Regions from separate parts of the Callithrix jacchus genome. Here region 2 is linked to region 1. The links are chromatin contacts, called in public Hi-C maps. All regions are on one chromosome and are shown on one strand. The core of a region is the stretch at or near the end of the contact, and the rest is flanking DNA. Distances in the headings are between cores, read along the strand shown. Region 1 overlaps SIK3 (SIK family kinase 3). Region 2 holds the start of SIK3 (SIK family kinase 3).

Region 1 (2,763 bases), core at 67-2,566:
GTCAGGGGAAACATCTGCCAACACATGAAGCCAGGTCAGGTTTCACCTTCCACAACAGATCAAGAAAACAGCAAGTTTCAATTTTTAATCCTTCTATAATTTAGACTCAGGGTTTTATCAAACTGATCTTTGGGATGCTATGTGAAGTTTAATCCAAAAACACGGGCCTGGATCAAACTTATTTTACTTGAGGCATAGAAAACAAACTCTGTAATAGATCAAAACACCTTTTTACACCTAAAAGTCATTTGCCTTGGTCACCTTCATAATAACCCATATAACAAAAGTACATAAAACCATGGCTGGGCATGGTGGCTCACGCCTATGATCCCAAGCATTTTGGGAGACTAAGGCAGGCAGATTGCTTGAACCAAGGAGTTCAAGACCAGCCTGGGAAACATAATGAAACTCTATCTCTACATTTTAAAAAAAAAAAAAAAGCATATAAAACCAAGTGGTGTGATGAGTAATTTAGATCATGTTAACAATATAGTACAAGAGTCTGAGCAGGGTGTGGTGGCTCATGCCAGGTGTGGTGGCATGTACCTGTAGTCCCAGCTATTCGGGAGGCTGAGGCAAGAGCCCCGGAGACAGAAGTTGCAGTGAGCTGAGACTGCCCCGCTACACTCCAGCCTGGGCAAAAAATAATCTATTAAAAAAAAAATACAAGAGTCTGATATAAGATTCCATAGTTAAGTAGTACTGAGTTAGTTTTTTATTACAAAACACTTACTGAATGTGAGTGTTTATGCCCTACCAGGGGCTGTTAGGTTTTATGGAAGATACTGATGTGGAAAACACAGTTCAAGAGGCTTACATTCTAGTGGGGAAAGGAGGAAGAAGACATATATACATAATTATAAAAACCAGGTGGTATAAAATCAATCAAGCCTCAAATACATCCTCAAATTAATCCTCTTTTAAATGTATATCACTGTCATTCCAACTTGAAAATATATGTCTTTGTTATGTCTCAGGATGCCTATGAAAGGAAACTTGTATCAAACAAACCAGACCAGGCATAGAAATATCCACTAATTGTGAGGAAAATTCATTCCACACATTACTGACAATAGAGAGCAGCTTAGAATTCTTGAGCTGACTATATCTGTTTGCAGAGCATGGCCTCCCACACAGCTGTATGTAGCTACTCTGGAATTCAAGTTGGCTAGAAGCAGCTAAATGGTAGGGCTCTTGCCTGCTTGTCTTCCACTATACCAGCTCTGCTGGAGTTTCTAGATCCTTCAGGAAGAAAAACAGATAAACTCAGCTCAAGCCTATGACAACAGCTGAGAAAAGGAAGGATCTTGTGCTTAAGGACTTCCCCTCAACCACACTATCTCCTGTAACACAGCAATAGCAGTTGGCCTGACAGGCTGAAAAGCAGCTGGCACTTGCCTCCATCAGAAGACTATGCTCCAGGTCTACTGAGATACAGCTGTGCCCAGAAACAGGAGGTACAGCAGAAAAAGGACTCCAGGACAGACTCTAAACTTCCTTCACATGAACTTGACACTTCTTGAAGGTTGTCAGCAAGCCAAGCCAAAACAACCGATGAATGTATTTTCTGCTATGCCTTGTCCTTTCGAAGTATTCTCTGAAAGGTCGTGGGATTTAGGCCTATGACATTCGGCAATGCCAAGCACATGCATGTTACCAAGGGCCAGAGAGATCATGTTGGTAATATAGCAATTATCCACTCATTTCCTACCCTGGCTGTTTCTCATTTTCTGTACTAATCTAACAAACACTTCTACTCAGGGAATTACTGAACTGGGATTAAAGAGTGACTAGGTTTGGGATAATCCTGTTGGCTTTCTCTGAGTCTTGAAGCTTTCAGGTTAACTTACATCATATTACAAATGTGAGTTCTAAGCAGTTAGACTGCAGTTTATTTCCAAGCACTAACAGACAATGTGGCTAACAGCATGCTTAGCTGCTTTCCAGGACCCCCTATCTGAAGTCAGCTCTGGGAAGGGTTCAGTAAGAATCTCTTGCCTTGGTGTGAGGTGGCGGGGGTGGAGGGTAGAAGAGATCCAAGTTGCTCACAGGAAACACTGTGGACATTGGAAAAGTAAAGGAAGTGGTTTGTTTATCTTGCTCTTTTTGTGACAGTATGGTGCAGTAGAACAAACAGTGAATTTGAATACTGACTGAATTACTTATTACCAGTGTGGCTTTGGCAAATTAATTTCTCTAAACTTCAGCTTCCAAAACTTCATCAGCAAGATGAAAAGATATGTACTATTACCAATTCTAAGATGTAGCTCAAATTAGATTAAGGAAAAGAAAATAATTTAGGCTGCATATGCTGGCTTCTGCCCGTAATCCCAGCACTTTGAGAGCCAAGGTGGGAGGATTGCTTGAGACCAAGAGTTCAAGATCAGACTGGGCAATGTAGTGAGACTCATCTCTCTGAAAAATCTTTTTAAAAATTAGCTTGGCACAGTGGCATAGGCCTGTAGTCCTAGCTACTTGGGAGCCTGAAGTAGGAGGACTGTTTGAACCCAGGAGTTTGAGGCTGCAGTGAGCTATGGTCACACCACTAGGCTCCAGCATAGGTGACAGAACAAGACCTTGTTGCTAACAATATAAAAATTGAAATATTTTAAAAAAAGATATACTGGCTGGGTGTAGTGGTTCCCACCTGTAATACCAGAACTTTGGGAGGCCAAGGTGGGTGGACTACTTGAGTCCAGGAGTTCAAGACCAGCCTGGGCAACATAACAAGACCCTGTCTCTACAAAAATTAGCTGGGCATGG
Region 2 (2,763 bases), core at 121-2,620, 220 kb after region 1:
AAACCAGAAGATTCCTCCTGATGTCCTAGATTCCAATCCTCCCAACGAAGGCTACATGAAGGTGCTACCATATTTCCTCAAAGAAGGTATTGAACATGCATACATGGAGAGCTTCCTAATTGACCTTGGCCAATCTCACTCCTATGGCGCCTCAAATCCCTTTAAGAACCTAAGGGCTCCATGCGTGTAATCTCCCGGTGTCTGCGTTCTTCAATCACAAGCCTCCCGCCTCGACCAGTGAAAGCCCACCCTGGGTTCTACAAAGCCCACCATTCCCGACCCTCCAACAACTAAAAATAACCGGCAATCATCTCTCCCAAACTGTTTAACCCCTGATTACCTAGTGCCATTATAAACCTGGGACACCCCCCCACCCCCACTTCAACTCCTCCATTCCCTGGGCCCCTTCCTGTGGACAAGCAAAGCAATTTCCCCCTATTTCCCCATTTTCCTCACTACCTCCTCCACTAATCGTGTCTCTCCTCGGGCTCCCCTTCGCACCATCTATCAGTCTTAGACGATCAAATGCGGATTCCTATCTTTGCCTTAAGGCACCAAGATCCTGAGACCTCCCAGCGCCCTGCAGCTGTGCACATCCCCAGTTCGTGCCGCAGCCGTCCTGGGTCCCCTCACAAGCCCGGGTCTGCCACTTCACCCTGGTCTTCCCCCATCCTCCTGGTCCAGATTGCATACGCCCCCGTCCTCATTCCCTTATGACTTCCTAGCTGCTGGTTCCCGAGACTTACTGGCTTACAGTCTCCCGGTCCCCGGGGAGTTCCGACCCCTTCTTTCCAATCACCCCCTTTACTCCTCTGCCCTCAGCCCCGAGGACCCTCCCCGCGCCCGGCTCCCGGGCTCCCAGGGCCGGTGCTCTGTGGCCCCGGGCCCCCGCGTGAAGTTCCGCCGTCTCGGGTCCCAGGTGTCGGTCCCTAGCTCCGCGCCCGCCCCGCCGCGGCCGGCCCCCTCCCGCCTCCCCGGCCCCCAACGCTCCCACCACGCGTCGCGCTCGCTGTCCCGACCCCCCGGCTGGGGGCGCGGACCTCTCCCGGCCCCGCCACGCTGCGACGGCCGCCCGGCCCCGCGCCGGTACCTTGGCCTTGGTGACGAGGTGCGTGGCCCGCTTGACCACCGCGAAGTTGCCCTTGCCGATGGTGCGGTCGATCTCGTAGTATCCGATGCGGGCGGGCATGGGTCCGCGGGAGGCCGGGGCTGGGGGACGCGGCGGGCCGGCCGCGGGGGACACGGCAGCGGGGGCGGCCGGGGGCCCCGGAGCGGGCGGAGGCAGCAGGCGGCCCGCGGGCCCGGCTCCCCCCGTCCCGGCCCCGGCAGCCCCGCCAGCTCCGCTCGCCGCCGCCGCCGCCATCTTGTTGTGCAGTGAAACCTCCGGGGCCGCGGGGAGCCGGCTCGGGGGAGGGGGCAAGGGGGGGCGGGAAAGGGGGGGCCGCGGACGTCACTCGGGAAGGCGGGGCGCCCTCGCCGACCGGCGCCCGCCGCCATGGCAACCGCGGGTCACGTGCCGACGCGCGTCACTGCCCGGAGCCATGGCAACCGTGACCTCACCGGCGGGCTCGACCTTCCCGCGTGGGCCCCGGTTCCTGAGGCGCTGGCTCCCGAGTGCCCCCCTCCGGGAGCTGGCGGTGGGAACCTCCGGTGGGCGCCCAACCTCGAAGCCTCCACCGCCTTTCCCGGGTCGGGGGCGCAGGATGCCCGACCCACAGCCAGCCCCCCACCGCCGCTGGAATCGCCAATGTGACCTCTGCTGTGACCTCTGTCCCAGTTCAACGATCACCCAACCTCCCTTAACAAAAAAAGTGTTTCCTCATCACCAAAAATACCAACGTTGTCCCACTTTAGCCCTTGAGGCCACAAAGGCAGGAATAGCTACACTTTTTAAGCAACTGTAACCAAGTTGGTAACAACGCGAGGGAATTCTTCAGTAAAATTCCTTCCTCTTATAAAATCCAGCTCACCCTGTGCAATCAACCTAATTGTCACCGAATATAGGAGAATGGGGAAAGGATTTGCGTGTTCAAGGGCGGAGAAGCCAGTCCAAACAGGCATTCCAGTCATTGGGTGGGTGACAGCCAGAGAAGGTACGTCATTTTCCTTCCTACCACCCCCGTCTCTGAACAGTTCTGTAGGGATGTCTGTCAGAGTGCCTACATACGATTTCTGTGGCTTGTATAAGCCTGATGAAGCAGTGGTGCACATTGTCCAATGAACCACGTCATGTTTAAGGATAGTCGGTTAAGCGAAATAAGTAAGTGAATAATAGTAATTCCATCCTTCCTAGTGACTCTCCAAAAAATTAAGGGTCATCAAGTTAATAACTCCAGCAATTTCATATCCCTTTTTCTTCCCTTCTCTATTACCTGGCATCCTTCATAACTCCCAGACTTCCTCCTCTTCTCTCCCCTTCCCTTTATTTTTTTTAAGCCGGGGTTTCCCCATGTTGATCAGGCTGGTCTTGAACTCCCGACCTCAGGTGATCCACCCACCTTGGCCTCCAAAGTGCGTGGATTACAGGCGTGAGCCGCCACGCCCGGCCCTCCCCTTCCCATTATTAAAGAGATTAACTTAGCTGCTTTAGGTGAGGGTAGGAGGTAGGAAATCAGACTGTCAACACAATAGTCTTTGGCAGGTTGGGTCGAAAGAAGGGAAGACTGTGAATATTCCAGTGTTAAAATGTATTCCTCGGACTAGTCCTGATTCATCCATATCTATGTCTCTCTCAATGGTAGTACTGTATTGTCAGGTCACTAC

What was found. A called contact is a pair of places that touch in the nucleus more often than the background predicts.
Region 2: a Hi-C map of skeletal muscle shows a contact between it and region 1, with 3 times the contacts expected there. The contact joins the promoter of SIK3 here to the enhancer-like site in region 1. A contact is called at or near these places in 3 of 3 Hi-C or Micro-C datasets (induced pluripotent stem cells and skeletal muscle).

Annotation. Positions count from the first base shown.
Region 1 is chr10:16,524,860-16,527,622 of calJac240_pri, forward strand. The region is part of intron 6 of SIK3 (SIK family kinase 3); the gene reads right to left. The region is part of intron 2 of LOC118145714 (a long non-coding RNA gene); the gene reads left to right. Among named protein-coding and RNA genes, the nearest start is that of APOA1, 51 kb to the left of the region's middle. Within about 2 kb of position 1,317, at least 10 of the 16 cell types and tissues checked have an H3K27ac peak or open chromatin away from gene starts, as enhancers often do. A contact at or near this core is called in skeletal muscle, where this site is marked.
Region 2 is chr10:16,743,354-16,746,116 of calJac240_pri, forward strand. It overlaps SIK3 (SIK family kinase 3), which reads right to left and starts at 1,371. Exons shown (of 24, transcript XM_078339529.1): 1 at 1,091-1,371. The coding sequence starts at 1,363.